Linked DNA regions of Zea mays: region 1 is linked to region 2. A link is a contact called in public Hi-C data. All regions are on one chromosome and are shown on one strand. The core of a region is the stretch at or near the end of the contact, and the rest is flanking DNA. Distances in the headings are between cores, read along the strand shown. Region 1 holds the start of LOC100191531 (putative bifunctional inhibitor/LTP/seed storage protein family). Region 2 holds the start of LOC100192679.

Region 1 (6,923 bases), core at 153-2,652, 170 kb after region 2:
GCTCCTTTGAGAGGAGGTCGGTCCATCAGAAGAGTGACGAGGCGATCGCGGAGACCACGGCGAGCGCGACGCCGCCGCTGACCCCAGCCCGGAGCTTGACGCCGCTGCCCGCGGCGCTGTCGCTCGCAGGGTTGCCGCCGGCTGACGGCGTGACTGCAGGAGAAAACAGAACGGTGACGGCGGTTGCCAGTTAGTTGAGTGCAGTGCAGTGGCCAGTGGGTTACTGGATGGGTGGCGAACTGGCGATGATACGAAGGGTTCACTTGAGAGAGCTGAGAGCACTCACTCTTGGAGGCGTTGGCGAAGAGGGCGTAGTCCGCAGAGCCCGGCTTCAGGTTCAGCAGGGCTGTAGCGAAACAGACAGGGGGAAGGGAGGCGTCAGGTATTATGAACGGATAATATTAAAAAAACATCCGGAATTATTTTACAAGATGCGAGTCATCAGCTCTTTGAGTATAGTTAAATGTCTGTCTATACCCATTATTTATGATATATATGCTTAATTGAATCTCAGCATACTCAAGTACATCTACCTTGACACTAACCCGCTATATACTAGTATTTAGTATCCTCTTCGTCCCTAAATGAACGTGCATCCCGTTTGACTCAATTTTGATTTCGATTATATTTATGAAAAATATTTATATTTCCATATAGGTTTATTACGAAGAGGAAGTATATGATTGTTGATCTACTATAACGGTACAGTATAAAAATTAGTAGATCTGAGAGAGTAGGAAGCTAGGAGCATGGGCTGAGATCCGATCCACGCAAAGCCGGCCCAACCAAAGCACACAGCCCACTGTGGTTTCATCATTTGCAAGTGATCAGCGGCTTTAATCAGAGCTAACACTGCCATGGTCAGTGAGGGAGGGAGCGGGAGTCGCTAGCACTCACTGATGCAGAGCGAGACGTTGGAGTTGGGGAGGTTGCAGGCGGCGGGGAGCGCCATGAGTCGGTCGAAGCGCAGTCCGAGCGACTGCACCTGGTTGCGCCCCGTGTGCGTCTGCTGGATGATGTAGCAGAGGCACTCGGGGCGCGCCTTCTCCGTGTCGCCGGCGTCGCCGCAGCAGGTGGACGAGGGCGACGCCGCGTGCCCCGTCGCGTAGTCCATGCAGTCCGTCAGCTTCCCGAAGTCCCCCTGGCACTTGCTCTGCAGCGGGTCCGCCGCCGGCGGCGACTGCGCGGCCGCGGCGCAGCACCACGCCGCCAGCAGCAGCAGGCACCACCACCACCACTGCCTCCTCGTGGCCATGCTAGCCGGCCGGGTGCTGCGACGACGACGACGACGACGACCTGCTGGCTACGCTCGGCCGAAAGAGTGGCCCAGGCCGGTCGTCGCTCGCCGCTCTACTTTTATTTGCTTGGCTGCTCGTGCCAGATGCGAAGATAGAGGAGGAGGAGCAGGGAAATGGGGCGGGCGGCGTTTATAGGCTGGGCGGGGCGGCGGGCGCGCATTGAAGCCGGGGCCGGTGAGAGTTGGATGACGGCATTGAATTGAGGAGGGGGGAGAGTAATTCGTTCCCGGTACGTGTCGCCGTCGCACGCACCACGTATAGGTGTCATCCGCAGTGACGGGCGGTACAAGTGTACGTACTGCGCCTACCAGAGCCCAGTGACGACGTGTCCCTGCCTCCCCATCGACATCTGCCGCCCTGCTGCTCCTGCTCTGGTTGTTGCATCGCCCGTTGCTCATGCGAATCGCGTTGGCGCTGCTTGCTTCTGGCTGGCTGTCTTGGGCGGCGGTGGCGGCGGGCCCGTCGCGTCTGCGGCGCTGACCGCTGACACAGCGGGGGCGAAGCTTCAAGTCCAAGCCCGCCTGCGATTTGAATGCGAGGCAAGATGGGGGCGACGACGGTGCTCGGAGCTGAGCATGGCTACCCATCATTCGTTGCACCTTGCACTTGCACAGGGCGGCGAGCGGCATTTCGCGGATGGCGTCGGCAGTTTTTTCCTGGGAAGGACGGCCTGCCCAGCTGCTCGTGCCGTGCCGTTGAGAGCCAGGCTCGTGGTGGGCACGCCCGAGCCACCGCCGAATCGCCAAGGTGATTGCTGATTGTTCAGTTCAGCCACGTTCCTGCGTCTGTCTTCCTTGCCCTGCCCCAGCGGCAAATTGTGCGCCATTGATTACGCTGCCTGCTACAGGGCCAGGGCGGGGTGCTCGACGGAGCTCCAAGTATGCACACTGCAAGTCAAGTCCTACTGGTTCACACGTTGCTGTCGTCGACGAACCCATTCCCGGCCTTCATCGATCCTGTGTTGTTCTCTAGTCTAGATGCGAAGTAAACTCTCACCCCCGCAGCCTCGAACGCACTGCACCAAGCACATGCGACGCTTTTTTTTATTCAGGATTGCGTGCTTTTTTTCAGGACGGGCCACAACCACATGCGATGCAGAGAAACAGCTGACGAACGCCACGGGCAACCGATTCAGTAACTGAATTCAGGCACGGTGGTTGGGCGCTGATGAATTGGCGATTGCTTCGGTTGGGTAGGGCCAGCCCTCGGCTCAAAGTGCACCGACACGGCACGCATGACACATGTGGTGTGGTTGTGCCCACACTACAGACCTCCATCTAGAGAGCCGGCAGCTGAAGCTGGAGATTCTCCTCGCCGCCTTCAATTCTGCACAGCCATTTATTCTCTGAAAACAATGGGCGCATCGAGCGTACAGTATAGTATCCGTCTACGGCAAGTCATTCACAGTTGTGTCGTACAACCAGCACAGAAAAAAAAACCTCTACTATCTTGTACAGACTACAGGCAACCTTGTTGTTACTGGTTGCTACTACAGAAACAAGGCGATAAAATGCTGAGGCAGAATGAAGGCTAAATCGACGGTTTAAACTTTGAAGAGTTCTCATCTGTGGAATCACAAAAAAAATATTACATGTAACTGAAGTCCACAAACATGTGGTATTTAGCTGATCTAGCAACCATTCGAATTCGTAACGGTTATGTCGGTGTGATCATGGTGGCTGCGAAGGGCAAGTTGGCTACTGTTGCCTTAAACCCGAGACGTCCCCAGCTTGCGCTCGAAGAGCCGGCGCAGGAGGTAGACTTGGATGACGCTGGCGGCGATCAGCGCCGCTGACTCGAAGAGCGCCTTATGGACTGCCCTCCTGCTCATGTTCTCGTTCACTGCGACACGGAAGGAGGGATGATTAGCCCACCGATCTTGGGATGATACCAGCGCTTGGCAAAGTTTAATACTAGCATCTTAGATAAACCCATGGTAAAAATGTAAAGAGAAGAGGCAATTCACTGCTGCGTAGGAAGGAAGCATGAGAACAGATAGTGAAGGCTAGGGGGCATCGTTACAAAAAACGCTGCAAGCAAAACATAACAGGAGAAACAAAACCATCATTACCAGATCCCACAAAGCATGAGACTTGTTTGGCCCACCGCATCGGAAATTCAGTACAGCTTTACAATAATTCCTATATAAAATTGATCATTCGATCTAGATATTTTCAAACTCATTACTCCTGTTAAGCTATTCCATCATGATATTAATGTTATTTATTCATCACAACTGCCCACAAACCACCAAGAACTACACCACATATGACCCCCTCATGATATTAGGTTCAACAGGGGCGTAAGGTGAAAAACACTCAAAATAGTATTTTTATGGAGAAGGTAAAAGGGGATACACTTACATATTGCTTGACGGTCAGTCTGGGCCTCTAGCCAGTGCTGTTCGAACTGAATATTGTAAAGTGCCTCATCCAACTTGCCTATTTGCTCAAAAAGTGGTGCAAAATGCTCTGCGCCACATTCAGGAAACAGGAGTTCAGTGCAAAGTTTTTGCTAGCCGAAGTTAATAGAACTTTAGAAATCCTTATATTCTTACCATCTTTGGCATGCTGCTCGAAATATGAAAAATGGCCAACATGAACATCGAAGTCTATCGTTTCGTGATATGGGGATTTGTTCGTGAAGCAGAAGCGATGGACGCCTCTCTTCTGAACTATGAACTCAAACTTGTCACTAGTCTTATCTCGGGAATCACGGACTTGAGCGCCATTAGGATCCTTAACCTGTCATTAGTCAAGATGGCGTTACAGTTGGAACGCTAGGTAAAACAAGGAAAAACTATAAATCGAGGAAAGGTTCTACAGTGCTTGTGTTAATGAGCCCAACAAGCACCAAACAAGACTAGTTAATGAGCTTACTAAGTCAAACTGTCTGATCCATCAAAGCTTTGTTGCAGCAAAAGAAAATAAGGACAGGAGTTGAAAAATCCGATAAAGTTAAGAGAGCAACAGGAGTTCAAAGTTGAAGCTGTCACCAGCCAACTAATTTGTTGACGGACCCATTAGTTATTAAAGATTAACATTAAAAAGTAACAAATATAATTAGAGGTTTCTTTTTTCTTCATTACACAAATTGAATACCTTACATCTACATAATTCAAACCCTTAGACTTCAGATTATGTTAGATACCAGTCAGAAAAAGATGCAACAAACAGCTTTAGTTAAGGCTATTAAGTTCCACAGATCATGTCCTGTGCTCAAAACCCCACACCACATTCCTTCCATCCCATAATTGGACTGTAGCAATATAATCCCCATATGATCAATTGGGCATTCCAACGTATATTTCTTTCACATCCATAATCAATGATGCAGACCCTTTAAATAGTAGCATAGGTGCATATGTAATTTTGTTGAATTATTAGTTCATCACTTCATCGTTGCGCCCTAAAGGCTTTCGTTCACTGTTAATCCATGTGGATTGAGTGATATTGAGTCGGTTTAAATCCATAGCAAGTCAAATTTCATCTCAATCCATTCTAATACACTCCAATCCACATGTAATTAGAATAACCGAACAAGGCCTAAATAGTCGTAGATACGACCCAAGAATGCATCAATCAATATACATAATTTAAGATTTCTGTCAGAAGCAGATAGGCTCAGACCGAACCAGTAGTCCCTTACCACAAGATCGACGCCCTCCTCGCTGTAATGCCACGGGGTGTCAGCCTTGATGACGACGAAGGATACATGGACAGTATCCCCCTCGTATTCCACGTTATGCGAGAAGCACTCTTCCCTATCGATCACGAAGCGGATGCCCTCGGCCGGGCGCAAGAACAGCACGGCACAGAGCACCGATAAACAACACACCGTTCTCCAGCTCAGCCCCTCCATGCCGCTGCCAGAAAACGACTAATGGTTCCACGAGCCTCCCTGCAGAGACGAATCCCCAAACGATCAGCATGGGCATAGGAAAAGATCAGGTGGTCACGGTTCGGGTGGGCGGAATCGGCTGAGGAACGGGATAGACCGGACGGGAGTAAACTGGGCACGCGGCTGGCCGGTAACGCACAGCAGCAGCCACCATAGGGGAAGATTCCGTTGAATGGAGTCCGCTCCCACCCTGCGACTCCAGGCTCCGATCAGGCTGGCAGCGAGTGCCGGAGCAAGATCTGACCGGGGCCGCAAGCCCTATGCAAGAAATCGCCAGTCGGGGTGAGACGGAGAGGAAGTGGAGTATAGACTCGTACCTGCTGCTGCTCGGAGCTGGTGAGGTCGCCGCTTGCTTCCGGCGATCTGGGCGGCGCTTTACCGCCTCGATGGAGGAAGCGATCGATCGAGAGGAGATAAAGATAACTCACGAAGCGAACTGACCGAGACGAGATATCCGTCCGCGTGAACTGTGAAGGAAGGAGTTCTTTCCCATTGTTCGACGCGAGATGGGCTCTAGGCCCCTCTCCGTCTCCGTCTCTGGCTTTGGCAACCAGGCCTGCGGCCTAAACGTTGGGCCTACCACCGCATTATACAGGCCCAAATGTAGAAGGCGTCCAGCAGCAATATGGGGCATTTTCTGCAGGCGTCAGCTTTTACTGACCGCTGATTTCAGCAGCAGCAGGTCAGAGAAAACTGATCCTGCACGTAGTGGAACGCCCGTTTTCTGAATTTCCCTATATCCAAAAAACTAGAATTTTACAGTGCTAACGGCTAGTTTTGGACATCATTTTTTAAGGAATTTTATTTTTCCAAGAGAATTAAAAATCCCTTTAGAAAATGTAGTTTCCAAACTAGTCATAAGAGTGTATTTGTCTGGGATTATAATATATCCAGATAATATAGTCTAACAAATTTTAAAGTAATCTTTAGTTTAAAAATTGTTAGATCATATAATCTAGTCCGATTATAATTCAAAACAATCAGAGCCTAACTAAGGATCCTTATTTTTATTTGATTTTAGTAGTTGAGTGATAATTTAGATTGAAACGTCTCAGCTATAGGATAGGATGCACCTTCGACCCAATCTTGACAGCGAGCACACACAGAAGCCAACACACAGACATCATTGTCTTCCTAGCACTTACACTCTGGTCACCAACACTAGAGGAATGTAGAACCCTGAGACAAGGTTAGGCTTTCTAAATACAAAAAAACTTAAGAGATCGCATGATACAACCCTAAGACACTAGACTATAAATAGAGTTAAGAAACAATATGTTTGGAGAGTCGTGTAAAGACAGACTCTTCGTGAAGAGTCGGTCTCGACACTATATTAAATGGGTTACATGCGCTAACAAGGAAAGTGGTAAGTCTAGGAGACATTGAGAGAGAGTAATGGTTTTAAAACCTGGATATATTTTATTTGGACTTTCAAACTTCAATACACTAATTCATTCGATTGCATAAATGTCATGGACTATTGGGATACTATACGAGATGCTCTCTTCTGCAAGTATGGACTATTGTAATGTAGATGATATTTTGTTTATATGTGTCTATATGTTATATTCATGACATTTTTATGACGGATGCTATGGAAATTGGGAAAACTTTGGCAATTTTTTCACATGACATATTAATTATTTTTAGCAATTTATTTTAACAATTGTACAAGACATAATGTAAAGTATATGCTATGATGTAGGACAGATAAATACATGGCTA
Region 2 (6,080 bases), core at 2,213-4,712:
TATATAGTTTTTTCTAATACTCTTTTTTTTCCATCCGGGTTGGAACGAATGATAATCATCGGGATATTTGCTTTGGATTAAAGACGACTATTTAGACTACTACATCTGTAATACATATAGACAAAAACATCATAGAAACAGACAAAGCCGATACGAATTAAAACTAAGCGAACAGGCTAAGCTGTCCTTATTCATCAATGTCTGTTTATAGCAATTTTACAATGCAGTCTAGTTTATTTTTATAGCCATAGCAATTGATGTAGCGCTGAAAAGAAGACCAGCCGAACAGCCATACAAACTACATTTATGAATTAATTAATTAATATATATTTAGTCAAAACAAATTATATTTTGAGGTGATGGAGGGAGTATTATTTTTCCCCATTCTTTGTTGTCACTTGTTTCTTGTTTGAAATTATGGATTACGCCCCCAAAAAATATAGTTCCTAAATTTGTCAGGAATTTTTTTTGGGGGAAGTTACAAATTTTGAGAACTCAATTTTGTTGTCAGTTGGAAAAGCAGAAAATGTCACTTCATTTCTAGAAAATTATGAACATTAAATTCAACTAGTTGCAGGCAGAGAAAGAAAAAGGTTTGTCGCTCGCGGATCTCAATTGTCACTGGTACTTCGAAATTATGGTACACACTGAATTCAATTTTATTAGTCATAGACACAAGAGTATTCGATTCAACCTCGTTAACCAGACATACAAAATCGAGGGGGGGTTTACCACATCTTGCCCGAAGACTTCCCCTCTGCAGAAGAACCGAAAATTTCCAACAGCTCCAGGTACAAGCACCAGAAACTCGAATGCCTGCTGTTGTAACAAAATGCGTATCAAGTAGCTACGACCGTTTCAATTCACATTCCACAAAGAAATGGTGCAACCAGTACATGATTCAAAACAACTGAAATAATCCAAGTCTAGCAATTTCTTGTAATACAGTGAAGCAGCCAACAAAGAAGATACAAAAGAGACCAGAGTAGCGGCAACATTAAGTATTCATCGTTTCAACATGAAACCCTTAATCAATTCCTTCATCACAAGAGTATCGGGTGTCTTTAGCCATAGTTCAGGCGGAACATGTCATTCTGCACGAAGAAGGACCCAGCGGCCGGCAGCAAATGGAATGCCTACAGAGACAAGAGTATCACATCATGGGAACGCAGAATACTTGTGCTGGAGTAGGAACATAAAGAATCAAAGTGAGGCAAGATGTGCGCTCTGTGCGTAAAAAACAATGCACTACAAGCAATTTACATTTCTACAAACCATGAATTGGATAAGGAGGGGTTGCTATCGAAATTCAATCATTACACAAACTATTACAAGCCTTTGACCAACAGCTTCTTTACCAGTACAGATTTTGTTAATACAAAATTGATGTTATTAGATTCATAATACTAAAAAATAATTACTCATGACTCTGAGTATCATTTTGTATCACATAAATGACATGCTAACAGAGTAATTGACGGTCAAAGAATGGTCAAAGAATTGTCCTAACGAAATGAAAATTATAGTTTCGAACAGGACAAATACTAATCTAGTGTTTAAAACCCCAAGCTGCACACCAGAACCTTACTAGCATCTATAACGTTAGCCATGCGAGAAGTAGGGTAAGTTGATAGTTCTGTCTATGGCCTCCAACATAGGAGTTTATGATCAAAGATACAGAAGTATCAAACCAAATCTTTATATAGTTCAATTTAAGATAAACTGTACACAAAAGACATCATGCACATGTTATACACGCAAACATTAATAAATTAACAGATCTTCCATTAAGAGATACAATCATACAACTGTGGCATTAACCTTCTAAGTACTCGTAAGTTTGAAACTTAACTTGCAAAATGAATAATATGGAAAAAATATACAAAATAATATAGAAGGCATGCAAATATTAAACTTTCTAAAACATACATGGGCAAATGTTTAAAAGTTTCATGCTGGAAATGAAGTTTATTTGTTTCCGCAGAGGCAATGAATTCATTTCTAACTGCTTCAGGAGACAATGGCAGAACACGGTACACAGATGTTTAAGAAAGACCTCCGGACCGCAGATACAAACACTAGTACTTCAAATTCACTGCATGCTAAAGGATTTCTGGAGTGGGAGTTCAAGACTCCAAGGAAAAAAGGCAAAAAAATTGATCAGCTAGTCTACGAATCATAAAAAAGGAAATATGCATGTCTAACCCTAGCTCAGCAGAACTGCAGCACTGCAAAAATAATTGCAAGAACCAGTGACTCTGCCATGGAATGGAACTTAAAGCCACAGAGACGAACAGAAATTTTACACTTGAATCGCCACCACCCGACCACCCCAGCAAAGTGGCGGGCAGCCAGGCTCCTCCACGAGCTGTCAAAGGCAAATTTTATTCCTGTTGGATAAAAACGCTGCATTTTTCCTATATAAATTTCTTGCATAATAAGAATCGCCTGGGCTGCCAAAAGTTTTTGGCTCTGCCACTGGTAGCACGAACAATTTCTTTAAGGGCTAGTTTGGGAGCCACAAAATCGGAGGGGATTGGAGGGGCTATAATCTTCTTGTTATTCAAATTTAAATAAGAAGTGGATTCTAGCCCCTCCAATCCTCTCCGGTTTTGTGGCTCCCAAACTAGCCCTTAGAGTTGAAAGGCCAACAGAACGTATAGACAACAACACACCAGCATGTCCCATAAATCAAAACAAAACTGAAAAATGGGTAGAATAAGGACTAGTATAAACAATTATGTATAGATCTAAACGAAACAAGGTGGCTAGTGAAAAACAAATCTCTGAAACGAATATCGACTGGCACAGTTAACAACTTCATCACAAGGGCAATGGACCAGACATTTGTACTAACAGATAATCATAAGACCAATCAATATAGTAAGAACAAATGATTGGCACCATTCAATCAAAATAACAAACAAAGCGAGGGCCTTCTACGGACTACCACGAGATTAGGGCCAGAATCACAAGAGTGACAGCGGATCGCATCAGGTGACGAGTCATCACGGACCACGCACGATGAAATAAGGCTTACTCCTACAAGCGGGAAGAAAGCGGATCGAGGCCAAGCGGGGGTGCATACCTGGGAGAACTTGATGGGGTGCTCCTCGGGGCCGGTGCGTATGGAACCGGAGACGAAGACGAGCATGCCTCCCTGGGGACCCGATGGCTGGCAGTCTACGGTGACGATCTGATGCTCGCAGGCCTGGAAAGGGAGAGATCCGAGCTTGCCGGCAATGGCGGAGGGGCCCTGGAACTTCTGGCCCTCGAAGGTGAGCATGGAGGTCTCCTGGTACAGCCCAACCAGCGCCGCGCGGTTGGTGTCGAACGTTCGGTAGTAATGCTCCACGAAGGCCTTCGCTACCGCGTCAGGGTCCATCGCCATCACCTCGCCGCCGCCGGTCAAGCACGCTCCTAGGGTTTCGAGGAGCTCGGCGAAAGAGATAGAGCGTTGCGGTATGAGCAAGAGGAGACCTGGATGGAGAGGAGCACAGGGAAATTTGGCCCTGGGTAGTGGGGCCGCGGGTCCGGGTTGGCGTGAAAAGAACGCGACAAATGGGTGGTTGGGCCTGGGCTACAAATGGGCCTGGTACCCATGCGACGAGCAGGAGGTGCTTTTTAGACTGTTCACCTTCAAGAAACTAGACTTAACAAGTTAAATTTTAGCTAATTAATAACAAAATAAACTTCCAACAGACTAGATATTAAACTCATCAAGCTATGTGGCTCTCTAAATTGGCTCTCTCACTAACCAAATTTAGCTAGTCACTCCGGCTAGCCAAACTAACTTTTATGTTAAAGAGTCTATTGGAATAAAATGATATATATATAAAGGTTGATTTTTATAAAAAAGTAAATAAAGAGTCAAAAATAAAGAGTTTTTTGAAGATGCTCTTACAACGGTTCCTCTCGACTCACTTTATATTCATACCCGTTTGAGCAATTTTAATAGATCTCTAAATCCTAAATTTAAGAAATAAATAGTAAAATATTTCTCTACTAATTCTCAAATACACGATCATAACAGTTATATATATATAGGGTAGGTATAACGGGAGCTCTGGGCTTCCAATAGTTAAAGGAAGCCCAGGCCGACCACCCCTGCAAACTGGTTTAACCAGCGCGCCCAAACAGGCTGTCGGGTGCGCCACCTGCCCCACGTCTGTTAGCGAAAAAAAAGGAATGCATGCATAAGTCAAACACGATCCAATGCATGCGCATAAATTTAGGAAAGATATGTGCGGCAGTTTCTGTTTTTAAAATCCTTTATTTCCTCCATAAATTTAGGATCGCTGCAACAGCCATGCAGCTAGACGCATAAAGACCATTTTATGATATATACTGAGACTAAATATGCTACACTGTGTTAATAATTATGCAATTCGATATATTGCGTAAAAATCTGTTACCAGCTGCATGCACACGAATTTATGATAAAAATAATGTGCAATGAAAGGAAATGAATTACACGCATAGAAACAAAAAATTGTATTTAATGTTTTATTTCCTTCATAAATATAAGATCCCTCCAACAGTCATGCAGCTAAAACACATTAAATCTAGTTTATGATATATACTGATACAAATTATACTACATGGTGTAGGTATTTATGTAATTCGTTACACTGCGTAAAAAATATGGCATGTTGTTCACTGGTGGACGCACCTCCGGGTTGGAGCGTAATAACCTTAAGTTTTGAGCATAACATCCCTCAATTATAAGCGTATATACCGAGCCAATGTGAGAGGTTGATAGCTCTAGTAGGTTGTTATTACGATCCTATTTTTATGGCAGATCCGAAAAACATGGCAGTCGCATGCATGCGGTTATACAGATCCTAAAATTATGGCAAAATGCATGCATGAGTCAATCACGTTCCTTTGCATGCGCGTAAATTTAGGAAAGATATGTGTGGCGGTTTCTATTTTAAATGCTTTATTTCCTCCATAAATTTAGGATCGCTGAAACAGACATGCAACTAAAACTCGTAATGACCATTTTATGCTATATACTGATACTAAATATGCTACACTGTGTAGATAATTATGCAATTCGGTATACTGCGTAAAAATCTGCTACAGGCTGCATGCACACGAATTTATGATGGAAAGAATATGCAATGAAAGGAAATGAATTGCATGCATAGAAACAAAAAAATCACATTTAATGTTTTATTTCCTTCATAAATATAGGATCCCTCCAACAGCCATGCAACTAAACGCATTAGAACTAGTTTATGATGTATACTGAAACAAATTATACTACACGATGTAGGTATTTATGCAATTCCTTACACTGCGTAAAAAATCTGGCATGTTGTTCACTGGTGGACGCATCTCCGGGTGGAGCGTTGTCGGGGACCATAATTAGGGGTACCCTCAAGACGCCTAATTCTCAGCTGGTAACCCCCATCAGCATAAAGCTGCAAAGGCCTGATGGGTACGATTGAGTCAGGGATCAAGTCCACACGAGTGACTCGATCACGCTTCGTCCGAGCCTAGAGATGGCAACGGGTACAAACCCGCTGGGTTTTGCCATCCCAAACCCGTACCCGTGAAAAATATCTATGCCCATTAAAAAACCCGTACCCATGACGGGTTTGAGATTTTGCCCAAACCCGTACCCATCGGGTTAGCGGGTACCCATGGGTTACCCGTGGGTTTCATCTCCAATATACTTGTTCTTCTCATAATCAATAAGTATCGTAATGATTAATGAGATCATGATCCAAATTTTATGTAATGAACAATGAGTTCATGATTTGGTATAAAAATTATTAGTAGAGAGAATGAAATACAAATAATAACTTGTATAATTAAGTGACCTTGCACTAAGTTATCCATCCATCACATATATAACACTTGTAAAAACTATAATAGCAAGCAAGCAACACTCTCACCGACTACTGATACATTCACCAGTTGATAAAAATTAGGAAGTAAATAAGAAATAACAAGTTTGTTGTTCATTTATAAAATAAAATGACAATATGCACTAGGTTTGGTCGGGTTTAAAGAACCCACGGGTTCACGGGTTTGGGTACTATAGGAACAAACCCGTACCCATAAACCCG

What was found. A called contact is a pair of places that touch in the nucleus more often than the background predicts.
Region 1: a Hi-C map of bundle sheath shows a contact between it and region 2, with 5 times the contacts expected there. The contact joins the promoter of LOC100191531 here to the promoter of LOC100192679 in region 2. A contact is called at or near these places in 5 of 25 Hi-C or Micro-C datasets (bundle sheath, ear, leaf and 1 more).

The regions. Positions count from the first base shown.
Region 1 is chr1:199,013,744-199,020,666 of Zm-B73-REFERENCE-NAM-5.0, forward strand. It overlaps LOC100191531 (putative bifunctional inhibitor/LTP/seed storage protein family), which reads right to left and starts at 1,403. Exons shown (of 3, transcript NM_001136962.1): 1 at 898-1,403; 2 at 287-346; 3 at 1-153. The coding sequence starts at 1,255. The coding sequence ends at 26. LOC100281371 reads right to left here and starts at 5,574. Exons shown (of 4, transcript NM_001154289.1): 1 at 4,947-5,574; 2 at 3,856-4,042; 3 at 3,662-3,769; 4 at 2,677-3,140. The coding sequence starts at 5,159. The coding sequence ends at 3,007.
Region 2 is chr1:198,845,035-198,851,114 of Zm-B73-REFERENCE-NAM-5.0, forward strand. LOC100192679 reads right to left here and starts at 3,463. Exons shown (of 2, transcript NM_001137886.3): 1 at 3,089-3,463; 2 at 918-1,136. The coding sequence starts at 3,391. The coding sequence ends at 1,065.